Linked DNA regions of Mus musculus: all the other regions are linked to region 1. Evidence: chromatin contacts called from public HiChIP or PLAC-seq and promoter capture Hi-C data. All regions are on one chromosome and are shown on one strand. Each heading gives the region's core, a stretch centred on a gene start, on an enhancer-like site or on the middle of the called end of the contact. The rest is flanking DNA. Distances are from core to core; before and after follow the strand shown. Region 1 holds the start of Tent5a (terminal nucleotidyltransferase 5A). Region 2 holds the start of 4930554C24Rik (RIKEN cDNA 4930554C24 gene). Region 3 holds the start of Tpbg (trophoblast glycoprotein).

Region 1 (5,065 bases), core at 1,029-3,528:
CTGAAGCCCCGCACTAAGAGATTGCAGTACTTAAGCAGGCCTCCCCCTCTTATTTCCTCTGGGTTCCTGGTGGCAATGATCTTGTTGCAAAGGTGATCAAAGGCTTCGTGGAAATCACCATAGACACTCTCACCGATGATGGTGGGGTGAAATGTCTCAGTCATCGGGTTCTCTGAACACTCGTAAAAGAGGAGAAGAGAGTCTAATTTGATTTGAAAAGAATCTACACTGAATTCAAACTGCCTCCGCAGGGAATCCACAAACTTCAGCTCCACATTTTTGCCACTGTTGTTTGACAGGGATATAAGGCTCCACCGGTCAGAATCATTGCACACTTTAACCATTTTCTGCACATAAGCCTCCTACGATGTAAAAGAAACAAGGAAATGAACAAAGCTGGTAAAGGAACAATAAATGTGTCTCAGCTGCTTTGCTGAGAATTATTTTGCTCCTTCCTGTTTGTTTTGTTAAGTTTCAGCAAAACACTACCTACGAGCTTAAACGGTCTTCGGAAAACAGGGGAAAAAATACATTTAACGAGTAGTTTTGCCGTCTGGGAAAGAGACTAGAAGTAATAGTTTGAGGCTTTTGGCAGACACAGCAGCATACTAAGACGTTCTATTGTCATGTCTGAGTTCAAATGTTATTTTTTGAAGATGGTCTAATGGGCACAATATTCACCCAGTATCCACAGAGAGACAGACAGTGTCGTGAGTTGGCCTCTCTCAGCCTGGTCTCCAACCACCCCGTTCTCCTCCCCCTTAGGCAATCAATCTTATCAGTCGAGTGTGTCCCTCCAGCGACACTCTACAGTTACAGCCAAAGAGGAACTAAATTGCCTTCAGACAACTTTAATTAATTATACAAAACGCCACCTAAACCGAAGGGGAGGGGCACACTATTACACCCTCGACTCTGTGAATTAACAGGGAAAAGCATCAAATATCTTAAACGCCGAAGTCAGTGGAGTATGGATCGATTCACATTTTCCAATATAATAAAAACCATTGACTCAGTTCTGCTTCAGGCTGCTATTTTTCCCAAAGTCTAGATTACAAGATGACTCAAAAAAATTATTTACATCATTCCATCCTTCCACCAATCACGTTATACTCTGGACAAGAGTCCAGCAAGGAAAGTCAAGAGTTAAACCATAGAGAGAAGGAAGAGAAGGAAACGCAGAGGAGGAAGCACAGAGTTGTGGCGCTGGATCTCCCAGGAAACTAAAACACTCCACACCACTCACGCGCATTAGTGCGCTCGTGAAAAAAAAATAATAAAAAAATAAATAAACGAACTCACTATGGCCATACTGACGGCAGTCAAGGCAAGCTGGGCTTGCTTTCTCCCCACCCCTGCTCTGCCCAAGCCCATCAGGTGGCTTTACCTTGAGAGTGAGCGGTGTGATCTTCTCCTTGTTCACCCCTTCGGGCAAGAAGTCTAACAGGCAATCCAGAACGACGTCCTTCACAGTCTGAAACTCCTCTTCCCCACGCAGGTCAGCGCAGAAGATGAGGTCCAGGTCCTTGTAGCCTAGGCCACTGTCCTGGTGCAGGACGTGACTGGCGGCTGAGCCGTTGAGGCGCACGTCGCGGACACCTATGCCCTTCTCTTCCAGGCGCCTCCTCACCACCTTCACAATCAGGCTTGGCTGCAGCTCGAGCGTGGGGAAGTTGCCGCGCCCGTGGATCGGGATGGTCTCGCTCAGAATGCCGTCCAACCGCTGCACTTGCTCCCAGTTCAGCACATTGCAGTGCGCCGTGGGGCTTTCGCAATAGTCCGAGCAGCGGTCGCCGAAGCTGCTGCCGCCGCCGCCGAAGTCACCACCCAGGGGGATGTAAGGGCCGCCGGTCAGCTCGTCCTCTGCCATGGCAAAGTACCCTTCGCCCTCGGCCATGTAGTGCCCTCCGAAAGCCACTTGGCCTTGGTCAGTCCTAAGAGGAAAGAGTGGATTTAGGGGAGCGGCAGAGAGGTGTGCGGGTGAGGGGACAGGGGTCCCGCCGAGGGGCCTGGGCTTCCCCTCCCCGATCGTGACGCCCATAGTAGCCCTCCTCCCCCAACCCTCACCGACCCCAATGCCCAGCCGCGCGCCGCGCCCCGCAGAGCAGCCCCGCACCAAAAGTATCTCTGATGCATCTGGAAAGCACAAGCGAGAGTCCCGTCTGTGTCACCTGGAGGCGGCCGCCCCTTCTAGGAGCGCAGGCGAGCGAGGAACCGCGAGGCGGACACACTTCGCAGGAGCTGCGAGTGCGCTCCCGGCAGCGGCCCGCGACTTCTCCGCGCCGACCCCCGCCGCGCCCTGAGCGTTCCCGCCCCTTGCCCGCGCCCCGCCCGCGCCCCCGCTGCGGTGGTCTCGGAGGTGGCGGCTCTCGACGCCGCCGATGCCACCGCGCACACTCGCGTCTCTGGAGCTTTAGCAGTTGTGCGGGGGGAAATGTCTTCAGTACTTTTTTTATACCGGGCTTCTCCGCGCTTCCGGGGCCCCAGCGCGCAGCGCTCGCCACACCCTCTCATTTGCATAGAGCACCGCCCCCAGCGCTGGGTGGACAGTCGCCGGAGCTCAGAGCTGCTGGAGCTAGGCCAGGGTGCGCAGCCCCTGGCTATGAGCACAGACAGATGCCTGTGGCTCCTACGTGTAGATTTATCCATTTCTGCACGTCCACACACGCGCGCGCGCACACACACACCCCTAAAGAGGAGACACTTTGCCTCAAATGTGATAGATGGCCATCAAAACCGGATCAGGGTTAAAAATCACGCAACTATAGAAACTTCCCAAGCCTAGCCTTCTGGCCGGGTGGAGCGCGTCATTGCCGCGTAACTGGGTCTCCTGGAGGTTCCCTCAACAGTGTCCGTTTGTGGCTAGACCGCCGATTCCACTCTGGACCCTGGGCCAAGTGTGGTCTCCAGAGGCAACTGGTCACGCACGTCAGTCTCTGTGAGGGAGGGGGAGGGTTTGCTGAGAACTGAGTTTCGATTCTCGAAACCTCGAGAAGTGCTGGTGGGGGGGTGGGGGTGGGGTGGGGAGTCCGGTACCAGCCAGCCAGCCTGAGTGCGCGTCCAGCTGCTGCCCGCGAGCTGGGCAGGCGCGCGTCTCCTATCACACAGCTCCGCGGGCTCGCGGCCAACCCGCGGGGTCTCGGAGCGCAACCCCAGCAGTGCACGAAAAGCGGCCGCCAGGGTGGCGGTCCTTCGGCTCAGACTTGGGAGAAGCGCGTTCCTCGCAGCCTCTAAGGTTCTCAGTTCTTAAGCGGATAAAACGTCAATGATCAAAGTAGGCTCTGGCTTCTTACCGGCCATTAAGGGCAAATTTAAAAGACGAGAAGTTTCTCCCCCTCCAGCTTCAGTCGCCAGTGGAGTGCTTAAGGGTTGGAAAAGGTTATCTCTGCGCTCTGGCACCGCACTGTTTGCTAGAAAGCTCCCTGCTTTCGCTTGTCCACTTCCTCCGCCGCCCCGCTGCTGCCTCCGTTCAAAGTAATGCTTTGCAGTCCTTGATCCAGGTAGAGGCTGTGAGCCGAACGAGGCAGTCAGGGTAGAGAGGAGAGGCCCTGAGATGAACAGCCATTACCCCCATGACCCTAGACAACTTCAGAGAATCAGCCTCTGAATTTAGGGAGCCCTGGTCTAGAAGCCCAACCTGAGTTGAGGGATGGGATGCAGGGGTGTCGCCCACGCAAATCTAGCTGCGTGACAACGCCGCCCCCTGCTGGTGCCCCGTGGAGCTGTGAGTCCACAAAATGGAGAAACTAGAAGCCAGGCTTTCTTAGCATAGGCCGAACCTAGGCCAAATTGGATTGAGCGATGAAAAGGAGACTTGGATCCCAACCTTGTTCTCAAATCCCACTGCTTCCTTTCAGGACATGTCCAACCATGAATGCTACCTAGCAACACATTTTGTATATATGAAATTGTCTGTGTATATGTGCTCGCGTGCCTCTGTGTGTACGACAATCTCACATGAGCTTGCATGTGACAGTCTAGCTATATAGCTCAGACTGACCTAAAAATCAACCTCTTCTGGAGTGATGTGATTACATCTGTGAGCCACCACCTCCACCCTGAGCTCTTCTACACACCTTACAGCCTTCAGGCCAAGAAAGGGGCCATAGGGGGTTGGAAATAAAGGGATTAAGAGGTAATGATCGTGATGGGCTCAGGCCTTGAACACTCGTTTGACTGTGAATGCTCTCGCCCTAAGAGATGTCAGTGGCTTAGTTCTTCCGTCTTGGGGGGGGGGGGACACTGAGGCAAGCACCTGCAGCAAGGGGGACAAGTAAGAGAGGAGAATACTCTTCTTTCTTCCTTTTTTTTTTTTTGGTTTTTGAGACAGGCTTTCTCTGTATATCCCTGGCTGTCCTGGAACTCACTTTGTAGACCAGGATGACCTCGAACTCAGAAATCTGCCTGCCTCTGTCTCCCAAGTGCTGGGATTAAAGGCGTGCGCCACCACCTCCCGGCGAGAATACTCTCAATAAAGCTCAAAGATAGAGTGTTTACGTAGCTCTCTCTGAATTTAACGAGAAAGAGAGAGAGAGACAGAGAGAGAATAAAAAATATTTTCTTGATAAAGTACCAGGAATGATTTTCTTCAAAGGCTGATAATTTTGAGTCTTCTTAAAATAACGTCAAAGTGGCTGGTCATATATTAAATACATTGCCTTTATATAAAAAAAAAAGCAATAGTTCAGCCCCACTCTCATTACTTTGTACAGCGTTTTAAGCTTCCATCAAAAAGCCTGAGGAAAATGAAGCTGGAAAATAGAGTAGCCTGTGAGCAGACTAGCTCCTTACTCACACGTGCGATGTGTCCTAGGAGGCTGAAGACTCAACTGCTTTAGAAAGTTGCCAGGGCGGGGATCCTGACAAGAGGGCCCAGCCAGAGCTTCTACCTTTCCACTTCTTGGGCAGTTGCATCCTATTCTCTAAGTGGGGAGACACCACTCCCCCCCTCAAGAATGGGCTCCCTTCTTTGCACAGCTGCTCCCAAGATCTCTCCCAAGAACAGGAGTCTTGGCTGAGACAGGCCTACTGTGCCATACCACGTGCTAGGGAAAAGAAGAGTCCC
Region 2 (5,065 bases), core at 1,010-3,509, 550 kb before region 1:
ATTCCTAAATACAAGCTCATTGTATCTATAGATATCTCTTGATAGCCATAGGTATAAAAATGCAATTAAATTACAAAACTATCAAAGCATGCGATGTAAAAGAGAAAGAGAATAGAATTGGAGGAAGCCAGGGAATCCCTACCAACAAGATGAAAGAATATATTGAAATATCTTTAGCTAGTCCATCCATATTAAGGTATACTTAATACCAAAAGGCGATTTGTCAAAAAGTACAAATAAGTATACAGTTAATTTAACATGCATTTTCTGATCACACAACTCTGCCATTTATATAGAATACACTCAAATCCACAGAAGTATAAGATCATGAAGAAAGAATAACTTGTCTGTAGACTTGTCTGTCTTCCACTTCAAATATGGTCTTAGACTGTGGAAAATTGGGAACAATGAACCATTTCCACAGGTGTTTCCAGTTTTAGACTGTTTTCACAGAGAATAATCTTAGATCAAGTCTGACATTTGGTTTAGTGAAAATTATATCTTCGGAAAAAAAGGTAAAGTATTTTAATAGTAATGTCCATATATCCACCACCTAGGTTCTGTTATTATATTTTATTTTTCTTAGCTCATATTATTTATTTCTTAATACATCTTTAGAGAGATTTTAAGCAGGACTAAGTTAAAAACATGAGAAACCTTAAGGCTCAAGATGTTTAAGAGGGAATAAAAATGACCAGTTTTCTAGTAATGACAATTAGAACTTTTCTCCGTTTCAGAGACATAATTAAGAAACACCTCACATTTTGTATTTTATATTTATGTCATTAAATAATGACAATATTTTGGGACTAGGAACACTGTGGAATGGGTAAAAGTGACTTACTCAGACCCTCAGAATCTATAAATGCCAGGTGTGGCATCAGGTGCCTGAAATCCTAGCACTGTGGAGGCAAAATAAGATATTTATATTAATATCAATATTTACATCTATATCGACCTATATCATCTATATCATCGATGTCATCCATAGCTATCTCTCTTTAAAAACCAACTGACTTCAATTTCCCTGCTGCTATTTGTACAAGAGTTTTTGGGTCATCTACTGGGGCTTGTTCAAACTACCAGGTGTCATGTCCCCCACCCAAATTGACTCTCCTTCACCCAGTAGCTCGGGGATGAGGCATCCATGATGCCATTCATGATGGAATGTTGACTGGCTTAATCTTATGCTTATCCTGGACAGGCAACCACAGCTGCTGAGAGCTCATGAGTACAGCAGGCTGACTGTGGGCCTCCCCAGATTTTGGCGTTTATGAGTTTTTTGTCCTCTATTTCTCTATGTCCCCTAATCCTTGGGGTGAAGGGATGTGGCATAGCCATCTCACCTGTAGCTGGGCAGTCCACAGACACCTTCGGTTTTGTACTTCCTCAGCTGTGAGCGTCTGTATTAACTGTTACACAAAGACGCCTCCCTGATGAAGCCCTAGAGCTGAACTCGTTTATGGGGACAGAGATACAAACTCTGAGGTCAGGTTGATATTATCTCCACTTAGCAAAATAATACTAGTAGATGGGGCATATAGATTACCCTTGCACACACTCTTATCCAGATTTAAAAAACCAAAATAAGTTTTCTCTTGTAGAGCAGATCTTAAATCCTCTATAATATTTATTTTCACACGTAGGCATCTTATAAGGCCAGTCCTTACTATAGCTCCCAGAGTCCACAGCTTGGTAAGTAGACTGTTAGTACCCCATTGATTCAATATCCCCTCCATCATTCCTGAGATATTGTTTCCTGCATTTTTTTTAAACTGTGGATTTTTTCAGTGCATATAAATCAAATTGTATGATATGTGTTATTTTATGATTGTGTTTCATTATATCATGTTATCATTACATCATATCATGTTGAATATTTTTGCAAGGCTGTCATTGTACACTATATTGGATTACAAAGCAAATTCAGTGGCTTCAGAATGGAGTGATTATAGCCTGGATCCAAATACACTAAGAATCTGCCGGTTCTGGAACAATGACATGTTTTATTGAGTCTTGAGTACAATGTGATGGATGTTCTGGTTAGTACTGGGTGAATGAATAAGGAAATGATTGAATGGACAAAATATGTCCTCAAGACCTCCAAGGGCAAGGACAGGTGTTATTGACGCTCTAGGAAGGATGCAGGCACTCTGTATGTCCAAGCTGCACCCAGCCAGAGACAAAAACCGATGACTTCTGTTAGAACCTGAGAATGTTTGGCTTCCGTTTTCTTTTTTAACTGTTGGCTTATCTGTTAAACAGAGCACACTAACTAAAGGGCTCCGGCGTTCAATCTCACCTTCCCCCGGTGCTTTCAATCAGTTTCTACCACTGAAAGATTTAAATTCTGGCCAGTTACTGAGAGGCGGAAAAAAATCTCTCCTGTGAAACAGTGACTGTAAAGTCTGGCTTCCACCCAAGCCACAGGAACTTTAAACAGTCTGCGGGCTCAGCGGCCACAGACAGGTTCAAACTGAGTGGGATGAAAGCTGCTCCCAGGTTTTCAATCTGAGGTCGCAGAAACCCTTCAAGTTTCCCCATCTCTCTCTGAGGTAGTGTATAAGATGCGGGACGGTTTGGTAAAAATATTGTTCAAACGTATTTCACAGGAAATTGAAACAAAGGAAAGTTAGATAAATTGTTCTGAATGTCAGTACTTGTTGAGATGAATGTGCTAACAGTCCCAAATCCGAGCTTGCACTTAATTCAGCTCCGTATTCATTCCGATATCGTAAAGTAAAAAGATACCTGCTCTGCTACTGTGAGTTCCTCAGAGTCTCTGAGCATCATTGCCTTAATGCGAACAGTTGGATTACTTGTTACACCTACGTGGGAAAAAGTCAATCATGGGTATTGACTGAAATACAAGGATCACACAGTGTTAAGAGTCCAGGCGTGTTAGCCTTAGTAAAATGCGATCCTTACAGAAGTCTCCGCAATAAACAAATAAACTAATAAACCAATACCTCACCTGTCACAATGTTTAGCTGGATGCATAAAGTGCTATATATATTACCATGTATTTGGTTGATGATTGTGGGAAATATTGAACCACAGATGAGATTTTTAGCTCCAGCATTAATCTACTCATATCTAAAAATGTTCTGCTCATGTCTAGAGTTAGTATCTAGTGAGGACAAGTGTTGACTGTTTGGAGTTGCCTTTTAGTAATAAAGATTTGTTTTCTCTGGGCACCTAGAGAAAGCCACAGGAAAGGGACGGAAACCACAATCTGACATGTGGGAGGGTGACTCATTCTGATAAACCAAGTGCCCCTTGAGGAGGCTTCACTCTGCATCCTGTCAGAACACTTCTTTACCAAGGCAGAATTGTTTCATTCTTGAAAATGTGTTATTTCCCTACTGCTTTTACTTAGAACTCACAAAGAGACAAAGAGATTAATCAAACTGCCCCCGAGGTTTACTGACACTATCATATTCTGTCTTTCCTAACTTAAAGCTAATGAGATTGCCTATTGCACTATTTGGGGACACCATGACACCATAACTGCAGAAGTTTCAATGTAATGAAGACCATTAAGATGCCACACCTTATGGAGCATCATTATAGCAAATAATTCTTATATTGTTTTTAGATAAGAATTAGGTAGACTTATTCAAACATGACACTTGAGCATATATATATATATATATATATATATATATATATATATATATATATATATACATACATACACACACACACATACACACACACAGACACACACCACACTGGTGGATTAAACAGTTGTAACCATTGCTTAATGCAGTAAAGGTATTATGCACACTGAGTTCGTGCTTTGAACAAACTCACAAATATGTTTTTTCCCCATGAGTTTTATTGAAACTCTTAAATTGAATTGTATTAGTGTCGGTTGTCCAAGTAAAAGAAAAAAAATCATTTCTAAAACTGTAACCAACTTAGTGCATACGTTTATTATATTAACCACCAAAGGATTTGTCTGCTCACTCACTTTGTCTGCTCACTCACTCAGAAGTGGAGGGGTTGGCTGTGGGTAAGGGTATGAGGATTTGAGTTTAGATCTCCAGGCCCCATTTGTAAGAGTGAGGCACATTGCTGTAGGCCTGTAGGCTTAGTACCTCTGAGCAGAGGCAGGTGGTTTTATGAAGTAAATTGATCTTTAAGTTTAACTGAAGTGGATAGCTTTAAGTTCCATGGGAGATACTATTTCTGATTATTATAATATTAACAGCAACAACAACAACCATAACGTAGGTGAGGAAGTGATTAGGAAAATCATTTCAATGTCTGGTGCCTGCATATGTCCACATTTGTGAGGACATCAGCACACATATGTGTGCACATGTATGTAATGTAGGAAGTTGGGAACCACATCACAGTATGAGGCAACTAATATGAGAAAGAGATAAAACCTTCAAATCATACTGTTGAATTTTAAAATAAATTTTCTTCTCATTGTCTCCCATGGAGACATTTAGAATAATATATGCTTTCCCTAGGAGGAAAATACATTAGGTATAGCAGAAATTTTATTAATAATACATTAATAGATCTTATTAAAATTGTGTCAATGCTTGCAGGGTTCATGAGGAAAATAACACTGAGTTGTATTGTGACCTCTGCCCAGTGATGGGAAAATAGTTCCAGTTATTATGTAAGTAAAGGAATTGGAATGTCCTGATTATCCACTGAAAAGGTTATTTGTGTTTTGCCATTATATGCACTTACTGAGCTCAGCATGATGTCTGCCAAATGGGAAAAAGATGCTCTGAGGAAGAGGTTTGCTGTGTCTTAAACCACAGTCTCCTAAAATTACAGTGGAGATACTGAAATAATAATTAGGCAAGGCAGTTAAATAGTGACGAAGTTCTAATTCAGACAATAGGACTCAGGTTTTAGGTCATTCATCGTAAGTGTCATGTCTTTCTACAGGAAGAAATATTTTTGTTAAATTACAAGGACTGGATTTAGAAAGCAGATAAAATGCATATAATTTAATAAAATATGTATTTACCTGCATTACTTGATTTTTAATCATTAAAGTGATTTGAATAAATTAAGTTAAATCCTTTTTCCCGAG
Region 3 (5,065 bases), core at 1,726-4,225, 520 kb after region 1:
TTGGCAGGCAGAATTCCAAGACAGCCTATTCTCCAGCTGTGGTGTGTCTGCTGCTCAGTTCTTTTATGCAGATCTACAGAGAGAGGGAGTGAGCAAAAAGGATGAATCTCAAATGAGATCTCAGGCTTGAGAATTTTAAACAGAGCTGGGATTGTTAAAAGACTATACAGCCTTTTGAAGTTGGATGGAATCTGTTTCTGCATTATGGGGTACCTGTGTGCCAATGCAGCTAAGTGGAAGAAGGCTCAGGTTTAGAAGTAATGTGTTTGGGTGTCAAAGGGTGGAGATGTGATGATTAATATCCACTTAACAGGAATCTAGAATCAACTAGAAAAACAAGACTCTGTCCAGCTCTGAGAGGGGTTGTCTAGATTAGGTTAATTAAAGCGGGAAGACCCAAGTGAACTTGTGGGTAACACCACACTGTTGAGTGTTTAACTGAAATTAAAGCTAACACTGTGTGTTGTACTTTCATTTCTTAAATATTCTGCTTTATGGAGACCTTTGCTTACCCTGTACTGCTATCACTAACATGGTTATGGAAATAAATTATAATTGATAACTGGAGGGAGATTAATTAGAGAGAGAATGACAACAGATGGTATTGATAAGTGCCATCTCAATTCTCGTGGAGATCTTTTGAATTGTACTTGTGGCTCCATTTTACAGATTTAGTATCAGAACAGCGGTCCCTGTGTAAGTGTTGGAGCTATAAATGCCTCTGCTTCTAGTTCTAAGTAGCTGTGAACTGCAGAGGGAAGCTGAAAGACACTCAGGTGTGTTGCTTATTTGGCTCCCTCAGGCCTGCCTGGATGGTGATGCTGTCAGCATAAAGTTCACATGGGAAAACCATACAATTGGGTTACAAAATAAGAATCTCATGTTTTAACTAAGTCTGTAACATCTTTGTGTGTGTGTGTGTGTGTGTATTGGATGCATTCATCACCACCCTTTGGCTGAAGGCTGAATATATCCAAAGATTGAGACTTTGCACAAATCTCTTCATCTGGCCTAGACATGGAATGGGAAGACATGAAAAGCAGGTAAGTTTGTCCTGGTTCCATCTCCACCTTCCACTTGACATTGTTCTATACCAGCATGCCTGCTTTCTCATGGGTAAATCTGGTGAGAAGATTTATCTTGGTTGTGATATGCAGAGTAAAATTGGGTAATTGTTATTAAGTGGCATGACTAGGCAAGTAGAAAACATTTGACCCCAGATCACACTAGCTCATAGTCTTTTTTGTTTGTTTGTTTGCTTGCTTGTTTGGCAAGCTGAACAGGAAGGATTCAGGACGATCGTCCCAATGCTACAGTGTATCTTGCCTCTGAGGTATATGTTGAGATGAGATGAGAATACTTTTTTTTTTTTTTTTTTTTTTTTAATGCTAAAAAGCTAGGTCACAAGAGCACTTGCTCTTTTGACAGAACCATTTAAGACCACACCAGAAGATCAGAAAAATTCTTCCCGTGCCATTTACTTTACTACAAACGTAGGCAGTAAAATTGCCCTTTTCGGCGTACAGTCTTACGAGTTTTAGCACGTGTATGGGTTTACATAACCATCGTCATGATTGCCATACATATGACTTCAGCTTCTGAGTCGGTTTTTTTTTCCCCTCAAAGCTTTTCACATTTATACTGCAAAACACTTTTAAAAATAAGAGAAAGGGATTTAGATAAATGTGCTGAAGATGCAAATTAATGAAACTGTCTTTTTGCACAAATCTCTGCAGTCTCCAGGCTCTGCAGCTTTTTTTCCTGGGCCATTTTGGCTGGTGTTTCTGTGGACTATCTTTCCACAGAAAGAAACAGCCATAGACTCAGAATTGGACCGCCACAGTCATGATGCATGTTGTGGGGAACAATCCCCGGCTTCCTTAACTTGATACTTTTATTATACTGGGTCTTCTTTTTCCCAGCCTTATCTCTCCTATCGTTTCTCTCTCTAAAATGAAATAGTCTGTAATCACCCACACCTTTTAACTTGGGGAAAATTTGACTGAGGAAAAGCAGATAAGACTTTTTGAGAGAGCAATGAGAGGGCGTTCGGGACTCCAACTCTCTCCAGACTTAATGACATTGGTCCTATAAGCATTCCAGTCGTTTCCCTAATCCATCATCCGGCGCCTGCCAGCGCCCCCTGGGAGACAGACTTTGGGACAAACTTCTTTCCCAGGTCAGCCCGCCCACCTCCCGCCGCGAGCGCTCCCTGCGTAAGTGACTTGTGCTGACACAACGCACCGCATCTGGTGTAGGGAGCTTTCCGGGTGACTCACGTCTTTGCAATTTGCTTTTGTTTCTGGGGTGTTTTAGCTGCAATTTTCTTCCCTCTGGTTTTAATTTTGAGAGGAGGGGGGAAAAAACCACCCATAATGAATCAAGAATGAGTGTCCTTTCCAGTAACCCTCCCCCACTTTAAAGTTGACTGTCTTTACAAGTTTGATAACTACCCTAGACGTGCGGGGGCGGCACAGGTAGGAAGGCATTAACTAACTACCTCATAAACTGAAGTTGCCAGCCAAACCGAGCCACGAGAGAGGAGACTTTCTGAATCTCCCTCACAACCCAGGCGTTTGCCGCGGCGGATGTAACCTGTGCAGCTCCTTCTTCTACTGCTGCTTTGCTCACGCTTAAATCCCTCTCCTCACTGCCAGCGGTGCCAGAAGCAGCGTGAATTCCAAGAGGTCCACCAGCGGTTTTGTTTCTGTCCGAGGTAAATACGCTATGCAAAATACGGAACCACCAAAGGATGCCGGGGAGGGGGAACAGAAGGGGAATCCCTCACCTTCTCGGGATGCGTTGCTCATTTATCTCCGCCTAGGGGAGTCGCCCAGCCTAGGTTGCCCCTCGTATCCCTCCCTGAAGCCCCTACCTGGGGCAGCAGAGGTGGCCAGCGCGGCGGCGATCTCTCCTGCAGCCCTGGCCCTCCCCCGCCCCCCGGCTTGGTTTTTCCCAGCCGTGGAGGTTGGGCCAGGGGCTGGGGTTGAGAGGAGAGTCGGCGCCCGCAGCAGGAGCTGGGAAGGCGCGTGGACTCGGGTGGCCCTCGGAGTTGGCTTTGCAGGCGCGGGGTGCGGAGGTGAGCAGTGGGGACCGAGCGGCCAGGTTTGGAGCCTGGAGGCGGGACCAGGGTTCCTTTCTATACTAGGGCGTGAAGAGAGCCGGGGGGGGGGGGGTCCTGGCTGCCACACCGCCCACGGTCCCACGGCCGCTTTGTTGGCGGGTTCCCTCCGTTTTTCTGGAGATGTCTGGATCCTCTCGGGATCGGGGAGCTGGGTGGCCAGGAACTGGGGAGTCGAGAGTAGGCGACAGCTGTACGGCTCTGCTCCCCTTTTCACACTAATCCAAGGAGGTACCAAAAAAAAAAAAAAGCTCTTAAGAGTCCCGTAACCCGAAACTTCGCTCTCATCCCAAGGTGGGAGGGGGAGGAGCGGCGGGGGCGGGGACCCCGGAAGGCAGGTGGTCGGCCGGGGCGGTAGGAGCTGGGATCCGGAAAAAGGAGAAGTTTGCTCGCTGGACACCGCGGGGTCTGCGTGAAGTTCTAGGCGGGAGGAGGGCAATCCGGGCAGGAGCCAGGCGGGAGGTGGCCCGGGTCCTGATGGTGTGGGCCCGGAAGAGGTAGGCTTAGCGCCTGGGAGTGGGGACCGCGTCCCACTAGGGAGGAAGGACGCACACAGAAGCTTGGGCCGGGTTGCTAGTGTGGGGACTACTTGGTTCGTACTCGGGGAGCTGCGGCCGTCACTCCTCCTCACGCTTCTCTCCCGCTTGTCCCAGGTCGCTCATCCGATCCTGCCCTGAGAGAGGCGCCAACAAAGGAGTTGAGGAGGTGCCACCCACCCCAGCTGCGGCGGGAGGAGGAGCGCCAAGGCCCGTGTCCCGACCCGCCGTGCGTACTCACTGGAGGGAAGGGCGGGGTGCCGCTCCGGGAGGGGGACGCCCGGTGGCTCGGGGTTAGCCAAGTTCCAGCTTTTGGCGTCCCCTCCTCTGCTCCCACGCGAGGAAAGTTTGCCGTCGACGCTTGCGGCCGGCTCGCGCCCGCCGGGCCCAGGCGGTCGAGTCTTCGGAGCGGGCGCTGTCCCAGCTCCGGGGAACCGCGAGCCGCGATGCCTGGGGCGGGCTCCCGGGGCCCCTCCGCCGGGGACGGACGGCTGAGGTTGGCAAGGCTGGCGCTAGTGCTGCTGGGTTGGGTCTCCGCGTCGGCCCCCAGCTCTTCGGTACCCTCGTCTTCCACCTCCCCGGCAGCCTTCCTGGCCTCGGGGTCTGCGCAGCCTCCGCCAGCCGAGAGATGCCCCGCGGCGTGCGAGTGCTCCGAGGCGGCGCGCACGGTTAAGTGCGTGAACCGCAACCTGCTGGAGGTGCCGGCGGATCTACCGCCTTACGTGCGCAACCTTTTCCTTACCGGCAACCAGATGACCGTGCTCCCGGCGGGCGCCTTCGCCCGCCAGCCGCCGCTCGCCGACCTGGAGGCGCTCAACCTCAGCGGCAACCACCTGAAGGAAGTGTGTGCAGGTGCCTTCGAGCATCTGCCGGGTCTGCGCCGGCTTGACCTCAGCCACAACCCTCTCACCAACCTCAGCGCCTTCGCCTTTGCGGGCAGCAACGCCAGCGTCTCGGCCCCCAGCCCCCTGGAGGAGCTGATCCTGAATCACATCGTGCCCCCTGAGGATCAGAGGCAGAACGGGAGCTTCGAGGGTATGGTGGCCTTCGAAGGCATGGTGGCAGCAGCTCTGCGCTCAGGCCTTGCACTCCGAGGTCTTACACGCCTGGAGCTAGCCAGCAATCACTTTCTTTTCCTGCCTCGGGACTTACTAGCCCAACTGCCGAGTCTCAGATACCTGGACCTCAGGAACAATTCCCTGGTGAGCCTGACCTACGCATCCTTCCGCAACCTGACACACCTCGAAAGCCTCCACTTGGAGGACAATGCCCTCAAGGTCCTTCACAACTCCACCTTGGCTGAGTGGCACGGCCTGGCTCATGTCAAGGTGTTCCTGGACAACAATCCCTGGGTTTGCGACTGCTACATGGCTGACATGGTGGCTTGGCTTAAAGAGACAGAGGTGGT

Evidence for each region. HiChIP or PLAC-seq counts read pairs in DNA pulled down with a chosen protein or histone mark. Capture Hi-C pulls out chosen DNA fragments and counts their contacts.
Region 2: a contact with region 1 is called in an H3K4me3 HiChIP or PLAC-seq map of bone marrow-derived macrophages, with 6 times the contacts expected there. The contact joins the promoter of 4930554C24Rik here to the promoter of Tent5a in region 1. A contact is called at or near these places in 12 of 39 promoter capture datasets (the 3T3-L1 cell line, 3T3-L1-derived adipocytes, the HPC-7 cell line and 7 more), 1 of 15 datasets of contacts at CTCF or cohesin (CD8 T cells), 15 of 484 Hi-C or Micro-C datasets (CD8 T cells, LSK cells, the MNK3 cell line and 9 more), 21 of 115 datasets of contacts at active chromatin or transcription factors (CD8 T cells, Th17 cells, acute myeloid leukemia and 14 more) and 4 of 9 other capture datasets (adipose tissue, embryonic stem cells, liver and 1 more).
Region 3: a contact with region 1 is called in a promoter capture Hi-C map of adipose tissue. The contact joins the promoter of Tpbg here to the promoter of Tent5a in region 1. A contact is called at or near these places in 1 of 484 Hi-C or Micro-C datasets (embryonic stem cells), 1 of 115 datasets of contacts at active chromatin or transcription factors (pancreatic cancer cells) and 1 of 9 other capture datasets (adipose tissue).

What each region holds. Positions count from the first base shown.
Region 1 is chr9:85,324,872-85,329,936 of GRCm38.p6, forward strand. It overlaps Tent5a (terminal nucleotidyltransferase 5A), which reads right to left and starts at 2,279. Exons shown (of 3, transcript NM_001160379.1): 1 at 2,172-2,279; 2 at 1,388-1,934; 3 at 1-362. The coding sequence starts at 1,897.
Region 2 is chr9:84,772,139-84,777,203 of GRCm38.p6, forward strand. It overlaps 4930554C24Rik (RIKEN cDNA 4930554C24 gene), which reads left to right and starts at 2,260. Exons shown (of 5, transcript NR_040739.1): 1 at 2,260-2,555; 2 at 4,566-4,639.
Region 3 is chr9:85,839,877-85,844,941 of GRCm38.p6, forward strand. It overlaps Tpbg (trophoblast glycoprotein), which reads left to right and starts at 2,976. Exons shown (of 2, transcript NM_001164792.1): 1 at 2,976-3,079; 2 at 3,775-5,065. The coding sequence starts at 4,104. LOC115487186 (a long non-coding RNA gene) reads right to left here and starts at 3,804. Exons shown (of 2, transcript XR_003948199.1): 1 at 3,722-3,804; 2 at 1,466-3,339.